2 separate regions of the Oryctolagus cuniculus genome follow, and region 2 is linked to region 1. Evidence: chromatin contacts called from public Hi-C data. All regions are on one chromosome and are shown on one strand. The core of a region is the stretch at or near the end of the contact, and the rest is flanking DNA. Distances in the headings are between cores, read along the strand shown. Region 1 holds the start of FST (follistatin). Region 2 overlaps ARL15 (ARF like GTPase 15).

Region 1 (5,415 bases), core at 1,501-4,000:
AAAAAAGCAGTATTTGTGTAGACATGTACAATCTTTCTGTAACAACTCTTTATATGTGTATGTATATACGTAAATGGAGAACTAAATCTGATAAGAACACCCAAGTTACATCAGTATCTTCACTGCTTAGGTTTATAATAGATGGGGAAATTATTATGATCTTTAAAGCGATCTTCCCAAAAGTCCTGAAAAATCAGCTGTGAATTAAAATGTGACCTTATATTCCTCTAGGCAGGAAGACTTGATACACAAGTGGACACGTGTAAAATGGAAACGTTTTCTATAGCCGCTGTGTGGAAAGTCTAAGAAAAAGAGCCCAGCTTCCAGGGGTCACTGGCTGATTCAAGATCAATATGTTGATTTAAACGTAGGACAAATATAAAATCCTGTAATGATGCGAGGGTCTTAAAAACGTTTTAGTGGCTCTTGGTAGCAATGCCACGGAGGCAGGATTCCGTTAACCTGCTTCAAACAAAAGCTGCTTCTCTCGCTGCCACTGACAGACAAATCTGTGCAGAAGGAGGAAAAAGTAACAATACTTGTTAGCGCCTCTCTTTCCTTGAAGTTTTCCCAGGGAGGAAAAGTACAGGAGGGGAGAAGACTAACTCTCCCTGCAGCACAGCAGCGTGCAAGCCCTCTCTCCACCTCTGTGAATAAAGGAGAAATAAATTCAACTTTGGAACTCTGCCATGGAGTGGCGGCTCCTGCAAAGGGGGCAGTTTGCTATTAATTGTTAATGTCGTCTGCCATTAGAGGGCACTAAACAACTCTACATTAATGCGTTGGAGGGAAGCGAGACAAGGAGCCGGGAAAAGAAAGAAGGGAGGGAGACGAGGGAGGGAGGGCATGGGCAGAGTCGGGGAGAGGGAGGGAAAGAGAGGAGAGAGGGACGAGGGGCGGCAGGCGTAGGAGGACCGGGGAGGAAAGGGAGGGGACGGGGCGGGGGGGAGGGGGGGGCGGGACGGACAGACAGACAGACTGGGAAACACAGCCAAACTGAATCTGGGCAGATTAAAAAGGACGTGCAGCTCCAGCGCCGTCTGAAGTGCGCCGAGAGCCAGCCTCCCCCGACCGCCGCGCCCCTCCCTCGCGTGCTCACGACGGTAATTATAAAGCGAGAGGCGGCGGCGGCGGCGGCGGCGGCGGCGGCGGCGGTGGCGGCGGCGGCGGCGGCGGCGGCGGCGGCGGCGAGGTCACCGTTTTTACCAGCCTGCTGCACCGAAAGCGCGCGGTGCAGGTGCGGCGGCCGCGGGGCTTTGTGATTCATGCGCCCACTTTCAAAGGGGGGCTCGGGCCCGTCTGAGAGGCACCCAAACAACTGTCTTCTAATATTAGCACGGCTGTACTTCGGGATCTATTATAGTCTGTCCAGACAGATCCCATTGTAATGGGATCTTTTATTAAAAGATTAGCACTATCTCCTGCAGTTGGTGGAAAAAAATCTGTTATCACTGAGTTATTTGCAGTTGTGGAGGGGGTGGGAGGGGGGTGACGGAAGATGGGGGTGGGAGGGCCTGGGGAGGACTGGGGGAGGGGGGCGAAGGAGGGGCGGGTTTGAAATCCGTAGAACAAATCCCAGTGACCTGCGAATGTCCAAGAATTTTGTCTGCATACTTCGCTGTCTGTTGTCCTACGGGCTGGAGAAGCGAAATGAATAGCAATTTAAAAGGCAGCTTTGGAATAAACAATATAGCCTTTTCCGTGAAGTAATCGCTTTATATAAAAGGAAATATCGCCTCCTCAGTTTCATTCAGCGGTGCCAAAAATGTTATAAATGAGAGACCCGCCAACTTCCAGTGAAGAATGCCAGGCACTGTACTTAATAAACTGAGGCTACAGAAGTTCATTATCGATGTTGCAATCTTTTTTTATTCGCGGGGGGGGGGGGAGGGAGAGAGAGAGGAGAGAGAGAGAGAGAGAAGAGAGAGAGAGAGAGAGAGAGAGAGAGAGAGAGAGAGAATCGAGTCTGGAGCCGAGCTGGAGACGAGAGAGACAGAGACGCACAGGACAGAAACTAGGGGAGTCGCCGAGCGGGGAGGAGGGGGCAGACCGCCTACGTCGGCGCCCCCGCTCGGGGCTCCGACTCCAGACGCCCGGGAAGTGAAAGGGGAGAGAGAAGAAAAGGGACAGGGCGAGACTGCACCGGGGGGGAGGCCGTGTCTGAGGTGTTAAACATTTTTGTTTGCTACTCGTGGAGACCCGGGGCTTGCGTCTCCGCGCTGCTCCGCCAGGGTGGAAGGTGCCGGGGCCGGGGTTCCCAGCGACCCCTCAGGGCCGAGAGCCGCCGCCGCCGCCAAGTCCAGCACGCACAGACCCAGACACAAAACCTCCCGCCGGGTCCCCCGCGCCCAGGCTGTACGGGAGGCTGGCAGGGTCCGACCCCACCCTGAGCGAGCGAGGGCTCTCCAGCAGCCCGCGGCTCTCCCGGCGTCTGCAAAGTCTTTTGCCAGAGCCGAGGAGCGGAGAAGCAGCGGCGCGGAGACCAAGTGCCGGCTTCCCCGCTCGGCCCGCCGCCCGCTCCAGCGCCCCGCGGCGCACACCCGCACACACACACACACACACACACGCACGCACGCACACACGCCACCCCGGGCGCGGCGCGCTGCCCGCAAGCGGCGGCGTGCAGGACATGAAGTGGGTGTTCTTCCCCGCTCCCCACCCCCGAGCGTCGCCCCCACCCCCCGCCCCGGCCGCCTGCCCCCTCCCTCCCGCTCCTACGCAAATAAGAACTCGGCGATTCCCCTCCTGCCGCTTTGATTTCGGGCACCTCCGACAGATAACTGGGAAGGGTTTCCAGAAGGTGGGAAATGTCACCTGATTCACAGTGAACTTTTAAAAGCTCCCCACCCCCAAGGAGCCGCGCACACCCTCGCTCGAGGCCGCCCTCCCACAGCCCCACACACTGGGAGACCGCCCACCGCAAACCGCGGAGACCCCCGTCTAGATTTAAAGCGCGGCTGCGCCCGGCTTCTGACGTCCATTGAATCGCGCGGGCGGCCGGCTGTGAGCGCGGGGCTGCGCCCGGATCTCTGCGCCCTCCGCCGCTCGCCTCCGAGACGCGCGCCGCTCGCACCAGCCGCCCCGCCGCCGCGCCCGCTCCCCGCGCCGCCGCGCTCCTCGCCCCGCGCCTGCCCCCAGGATGGTCCGCGCCAGGCACCAGCCCGGCGGGCTTTGCCTCTTGCTGCTGCTGCTCTGCCAGTTCATGGAGGACCGCAGCGCCCAGGGTAAGCGAGGGGAGGGGGGGATGCGCTGGGCAGGCTGGGCTGAGGGCAGGGGGCTCTACTTTTCTGTGGTCTGTTCGCCCCAACGCTGCTCTTGGAAGATGTTGGACCAAGTTAGCGACTCCGCGATGGAGAGCAGTGGGGAAACACCAAGGCAGTGACACTTTGGGACCGGCAGCGGAGTTGGGAGCTCGGCTCTCCTTTAAAAGGAAAAGGAGCAGGCTGGAGTCTGCCTCAGTATTAGGGTTAGATGCTCCGAGTTCTGGCCGGGATGACTTGAGATGGTATCTCCGGGGTTGGGGACCAGCATCAGTAGTAGCCTGCGGATTTCGGCCGCCCGGTTTGCAGTCTAACCTCTGTGCCTCCCACGTCTTTTGGAGACTTTTTACAATGACCTGGGGCTGCGGAGACACTGAATTTTCTCCGGTGGCTTGGGGGACGTGGTTTCAGAAAGTTTGCCCAAACTTGGAAATGTGGGTGCTGAAAATTTTCGAGGGAAGTAGCTTTCTGCCTAATGGATGCTTCTTCCAAACCCCCTCCCCCAACCCCGCAAAAAAAAAAAAAAAAGTCAAATTATTACCCGGGAGTGTTGTGAGTTACTTTACAGTTTTTTTTTTTCCCTCTTCTTTGCTTCATTCCTCGGACTGTTAACTTTTTGTAAAACAGCGAGCAGCCCACAACTGATTTAAATGCTAAGCTGTATCAAGAGTAAATCTCTTAAGTTTGTCTTGTAAAAATAGCTGTTTCTTTCCATTAGTCTTGGGCAGAATTTTTAAAATAATACTAGCAGCCTGTGGTCCAGTTATTGTTAAAGTCTTACTTCCTGAACCAAATCTGGGTGTTAAAAGAGGGGAAGGGGGAGAGATTCCTTGCACAGGTTTCTTCGTGCTAGGTGGGAGCTAGGTGTACGGAGCCGGGACCCGGCAGGACGCTCGCCCCGGGCCGAGGTGCCCTGCCCGCGTGAGCGTGAACGTTTCCAGGGTGTGAGCGACCCCGCCGTCTGCACCGCCCTGCGCCCGGCTGCCCGCGTCCAGGGACGTGGGCGCCAGGGAAAGCAGCCCTCGGAGATTTCGAAAGCTCCCGGTGGCCGCGGGCGTGCTCAGGGGCGGCGGATTGCAAAACGGGCCCGTCGGGCGGGCTGCGCCTCGAGGCCGCGCGGGGCAGCTCCGGATTGCTTTTTTGCTTTCATTTTTCGCAAGTGCCTTTTTGCTTGATCTGTTCCTGCGCGTGCGTGCGTGTGTGTGTGTGTGTGTGTGTGTCTCCTTCTCCTCTCTCTCCCTCTCCTCTCCCGTTCTCTCACTTTCTTAACCCCTGTCACAAATAATTCCCGTGCCGCCTACATGAAACCAACATGTAAAAACATCCGTCGCATCCTGTTTTTGTCAGGTTCTTTAATCTGCCCTTCGAGTCGCTGCAGGTTATGAAATGGGACGAATAAAAGTAAACAGTCTAGTAAAAGTCAATGCAAGCTGCACGTGTTGTGTCTGGGTCACTGGTTAACTGACATTGATATGGCTGGGGCGCTCTGGCTTCTGCCTCGCCCTGCCTCCCCTCGTCTGCCCCCCACCTCTGGGATCAGGGCTTCCCCCCCTCCTTCCCAACCCCTCCACCCCCTCCTATTTATTTGCCGCGCGTCTCCCCCGCCGCGCGCCCTGCCCTCCCTGCACCACGCTCACCCCCTCCCCACGCCCGCCGTGTCGTCTGTGCTCGCTCGCCCGCCGCCTCCCTCTCCTCGTCCCCCGCCGCTCGCCGGCGCATCCACCTCCCACCCCCGACTCTTCACAGCTGGGAACTGCTGGCTCCGCCAAGCCAAGAACGGCCGCTGCCAGGTCCTGTACAAGACCGAGCTGAGCAAGGAGGAGTGCTGCAGCACGGGCCGCCTGAGCACCTCGTGGACCGAGGAGGACGTGAACGACAACACGCTCTTCAAGTGGATGATCTTCAACGGGGGCGCCCCCAACTGCATCCCCTGTAAAGGTGGGACTCTTCCTCCCCAACCTCAGGCCCTCAGCAGAGGGCGTCTTACCCTGGGCTTCCCCACTACCTACCTGGGGGGGGGGGGGGGGACTGGAACCAAGAGAGCTGTGTGGGTGGGCTCCTCCTTCCTACGCCCAGCTCTGAGACGCCATTGGGAGCCATTCCTGCCTGTCACAACTCTTCGCAAAACAGAGTCCGCGGAGGTCCCCGGACTTCT
Region 2 (5,415 bases), core at 1,429-3,928, 470 kb after region 1:
AATGGCCGGGACTGATCTAGGCTGGATCAGGAGATTAGAACTCCATCTGGATCTCCTACATGGGTGGCAGGGGCCCAAGTACTTGTGCCATCTTCTGCTGCATTTCCCAGGCATATTAGTGGGAAGCTGGATCAGAAATGGAGCAGCCAGGACTCGATCCAATGCCCACATGGGATGCTGGCACTGCAGGCAGCAGCGTGACCATCTGCACCACCACACCTGCCTAAAGTGGTACATTTGTGGAACAGTGGTTAAGATGCTGCTTCAGACATGCACATCCTTTGACAGAGTGCCAGGGTTTGAGTCCTGCTCTGCTCCAGATTCCAGCTTCCTACGGATGCACATTCCAAGAGGCAGCAGGTAATGACACAAGCATCTGTGTCCCTGCCACCCTCATGCAAGACCTGGCTTGAGTTATAAGCTTCTGGCTTCAGCCAGGCCCAGCCAGGCCTAGCTGTTACAGGCATCTGGGGAGTAAAGCAGTGAATGGAAGATCTCTGTTTGCCAGGTTTCAAATAAAATAAGGTGTACTTTCTCTTATAAAAATATTCACAGAAAATATGTTAGGAAAAATTATGGGAGCAGACATTTAGCCTAGCAGTTCAGAGGACTGGCGTCTCGCAACAGAGGGCCTGGGTTTAAAAACCTGCTCTGGCTCTTGACTCCAGCTTCCTGCTAATGCTGACCCCAGGAAGCAGCAGGGATGTCTCAAGTGATTGGGTTCCTGCCACCCACATGGGAGACCTGGATTCAGTTCCTGGCTCCCAGCTTTGGCCTGGCCCAGATGGAGCTGTTGTGGGCATTTGGGAGAGTGAACCAGCAGATGGGAGCTCTTTTTTTGTGTCTGTCTCTCTTTCTTTGACTCTCAAATGAATATGTAAAAAAATTTTTTTGAAGTGCAAAGGAATAGAAATTTTGAGTTCTGCCCTTTAAAAAAATGCACAGGGATTTCAACTTTTTTTTTTTTTTTTTTTTTTTTTTTTTTTTTGCACCCAAACAAACTTATCTTTTACTTCCATTTTCCAGGAACTTCTAGAAGCACTCTCATATCCCATAACTGACTAAAAGGCAGCTCTTTAGATTTCAAAAGCATTCTTTGCTTTACACACACACAGACACAAAAGATTCTGCCCGTGCCCCTCTTGCAATTGAGTCGATGTTCATTCTGCATGAGACAGACTTGTAGGATATTTGGAGCTGTTTACACACTTACACACTATTTAATATAAAACCCTCCAAAAAGCCTTACTGAGCAGGCGTGCGTGCATGTGTATTTAAAGCTTGATGGTCAGCCGTATGAGGTTTACCAAGATGTGCAAGGTTCGGTTTCCTGTGCTTGAGAAACCCACAATCACTCGTCTCTGTAGGAAGGCAGGGACACACTGCCATACGATAGAAGGCATTATTTTGAGGAGGAGAAATGAGAGATGCCTTCTCCAGCAGTGTGAATTAATTAATGTTTATAAGGAACTTGGAGATGCTTGTACAAAAGGCATTTTGAAGGTAAACATTTTTAAGGGCACTTCATTCTGTAAGGCTGGATTAAGAGGAGGGAAGTAATTAGCATATTGTGAGGAAAGAAAAGTTTTTCCAGAAGGCACACACAGAGATGTAGCCCACCGAAAAGACAATACTGAAAATCCATTCCAATTATAAAAGATGTGTCTGGGGTAGGTTCTCGGTGTCCATGAGAAGCCAGGTAAAACCTGGAAATACACATTATTCAGCTCATGGAAAGCCGAGGTCTTCAGAACGAACAAGTCTTAAATAAGTTTTTGCAAAAGACCAAATCAACTTAAAGTGCAAACAGCCTTACCAAGACCTAATTTCTTAAACAATTAGCCTCGTTCCCAACAGGATCAAACACAAGCTCCTGAGCTTGCTGCACTCAAAGAGAATCTTGATTTGAGCCGAGTGTGATCTCCAGATGCAACACAAACCTTCTGCCCAGAGCTCCATGGGAAAGCATTTCTGGAAACAGATGCACCTTGTTTAAAACCAAAGTTTTGTTTCTGAAAAAAATTGGGTACAAATGGAATTTTTAAAAATTGAATCATATTCCAAATGCCCTGGGGAGGCTCAAATCACAGGGAACCCTGTCATGAATGCTTTTGCAAGTGAAGAATTATTTTAGAAATTGAAAAAGCACCTCTGATTTATTTGTTACATTGATTTTTAGGGGGTTTTGTTTTGTAATTATATGCTTGCCTTTTGTGGCTTATTTTGAATAACTTTTCTTAAAAAAACCATTTTCCCTTTTGAGTATTTACTTTTGAAATATTCCCTTTTTCCCCTCAAGTGTAACCTTTAATAGATTCAAGGGCTAATTCTCTTCTGTCTACCCCTGCCCCATGGGAATAAGTCCATTTTTGAAATGGAAACCAATGGGATAATTGAATTTACTGGCATTTATTTTTTGGTCCAATTACATCTGTTCTACTTGGTAGGAACACAACTCCTATTAGGTCTACGTGGAAGGAAAGGTATCTGGGGCATGGTGCTCCCATTAAGATGTCTGATTTGAATGGAACCAAAAGACAGAAGGGATGGGGCAGAACCAGGAGTTCATGAGCCTGTGCAGAGTATGCCCGCAGACATATTTGCCTCAACTTCCAGAGACTGAGCAATGTCTCACAGCTGAGCAGAGATTCCAAAACTTTGATTCATGAATCAATCCCTTAGTCATAGTCATTTTTTCATGGTGCCCCTAGGACAAAAGAAATACCTAACCATTCATATACTGAGTAGTTAAGATAAAACAACTGCTAAGTAGCTGTCCTAAGAACTTAGTAACAGATCGAAAACATGGTACCCATAACAATTACTAACTAAAGGATGTGCATACCTATGGCGCACTGCACAACCTCTTAACTCTTGGAATCAGATTGGATACTGCCACTTTCATTTCCTTTTCCACAATAATTGTCATGCAGTACTTGCTTTTTATCATGTTAACCTCTTTGGAATGATATGACATCATCAAAAGGAATGTAGCGCCATCTAATGTTGAAACTGTGAACTACCTCGTGATAGTAGTTCACTGTATCTGACAAACATCAATTATTTCTTTTCTTCTAAAATTTAAAATAACCTCTATGAGTTGACTGTGGGACCCTGGGGTGCCTCGACACACAGTTTGGGAATTACAAATTTAGCAACAAGGAGACCTTTCTTTTGCCCGAATGACTGAACCGTGTCAAGATTTCACTATCTGGGCTTGATGCTGTGGCGCAGCGGGTCAAGACGCCAGCTGCAGCGCTGGCCATATGGGCACCGGTTCGAGTGCTGACTGATCCATTTTCAATCCAGCTCCTTGCTAGCGCACGTGGGAAAGTAGTGGAGGATGGTCCGAGTGCTTGGATCCCTGCACCCACGTGGGAGACCCAGAAGAAGCTCCTGGCTCCTGGGTTCAGTCTGGCCCAGTTCTAGCTGTTGCGGCCATTTGGGGAGTGAACCAGCAGATAGACAGTCAATTTCTCTCTTTAACTCTGCCTTTTGAACAAAATAAAAATAAACCTTAAAAAAAGATTTCAGTATCACACACACACATACACACGTGTGTGCACAGAATTGCTTATTTGGACAACTAAGCCCCAGTGAAAAGTACCACTGTCCCAAATAGGGAGCAATTTTAGAGCTAGTACTTTGATGTCAGTTATCTATCCGAATGCATTTAAAAAGAATATACTTGTAGATTCAGTTTTACGTCCACGAATTTCTATGTGGCAGGTGCTTTGATTTAGTTTACATGGGAGGAAGCGTTACTTTCTCGTGTAACTGAAGTTTTGCTCTGTAATATAAGCTAAGGCCTGCTGTCAGCAACATGACTGCGCCCACCCACCTCCACTGCGAGGGAGAGATGACGTGTGGGGGTGCCATGGCTGAAAGGCATCCGTACACCGCACGACAAGGGTCCAGAATGTGGCCTTTACTTGTGCAAAAGATATTACAAGCCCAAGTTCAAGATGACGTCAAGAAGGAATCTTCTTTTCCACTGCCAGGCACTTCTCTGTAAGCACAAGTTGAGGCTGATGACGGCGGAGGATCCCATTCCTGGTCTTTCTCCCCGAATGCTGACCCTTCTCCTTCCTCTCCACACAGCCTCTGTCTTTCCCTGAGCTGCCAAGAGATACCACAGACTGAGTCATAATGATGTCTCTGCTGTCCTCTCACAATTTCCTTTTCTGCCTTTGAAAACAAACTGCAGCCTTCCATTAAACTATTACCTTGCCCATTGCAGCTTCCGGCGTGTTCACTTGACATTGCTTTTGCCCTGGGGTTCTGCTCTCTCATTAGACTTTTGTCTGTCTAGGCCCTTCCTCTTCTCTCTCTCCTACTTTGCAGAAACCTCCCACACAATGCTAGGTAAGAGCGATTTAACAGAAGGCCCTGGGGTGGCATAATCAGCTATGGTGATTAGAGTCGGGTCTTGGCTGAATCCAGGATTAGCGATGGGTGTCTCCTCAGGACCAGGGCTCTCTGCAGGCCCAGAAGAGCCGAATGAGAGGGAAGACTCCATTAAGTTTTGTTAAAGTGTGGCACTTTTTAATCAGCAAGGATGAAAATGAATGCAGTTCTAATGGTAGCACGCCCATCGTCAAGATGTTTGTGGTTCACGGTGGCAAGGAAGCTCACAGGCCCTAAGCCAACCCGGTGTGGGTAAATGAAATGAGCTGAGCGAGGGAAAACACCACATTGATAAGGAGATCACAATGCAATCAGGGAAGACAGCAGCTCTGAGGGCCTGGACTCCTTTCTTCACCATATTTGTATTTTGTTACTTTTTTAACATTCTGTCATGTAGTATTCCATGTCAGGAATATTTTAGCTCATATAATGACATTTAAGAAAAAAAAATAGCAAAAAACCTAGAAGCCTTTTCCAGTGCCAAACTCATTTAGAAAGTTTAGCTTCTGACTAATGCAATGATGCAATGTAACAATACCAAATTCTTTCATAATATTTAGGGGTAAGTGATTACTTGTGGAAACTGTAATGTTTCCTAACAAACCAAGTGTTTCAGGGACAGACCACCCAAATGTATTATTATATAAAGATGTCAGTTACATAATTACACGAGAAAACAACACATTTTACTTTTTTGTTTTTTAACAACAATTATCCTCTCTGGGGAAGATGGGCTGAATTAGACGCTTAGCAAAGTGCCTCCGAGGGGCTCCAATTATCTTAGACACATTTGAGCAGGAACCTTGATAATGTACATTTAACATGAGGAGAATGAAAATTCCTTTTCTTCTCCCGATCCCCCACTCCGGTCGTGTCTGAAGTGACTGTGCTGAGACCACCAACAGTGAAGACACAACTCCATTTTAAATGGAGACCATATACCACTTGCTGTACTGTAAAACTTTTTTTAAAAATTATTTACAAGACCTTCAACTGATGATATTCACC

What was found. Hi-C and Micro-C count contacts between places; a contact is called where the count stands out from the background.
Region 2: a contact with region 1 is called in a Hi-C map of an unstated tissue, with 4 times the contacts expected there. The contact joins the enhancer-like site here to the promoter of FST in region 1. A contact is called at or near these places in 3 of 6 Hi-C or Micro-C datasets (ear pinna, skin fibroblasts and an unstated tissue).

What each region holds. Positions count from the first base shown.
Region 1 is chr14:74,275,367-74,280,781 of mOryCun1.1, forward strand. It overlaps FST (follistatin), which reads left to right and starts at 2,751. Exons shown (of 6, transcript XM_070056901.1): 1 at 2,751-3,224; 2 at 5,007-5,198. The coding sequence starts at 3,140.
Region 2 is chr14:74,746,198-74,751,612 of mOryCun1.1, forward strand. The region is part of intron 4 of ARL15 (ARF like GTPase 15); the gene reads right to left. Among named protein-coding and RNA genes, the nearest start is that of ARL15, 370 kb to the right of the region's middle. Within about 2 kb of position 2,679, at least 1 of the 8 cell types and tissues checked has an H3K27ac peak or open chromatin away from gene starts, as enhancers often do.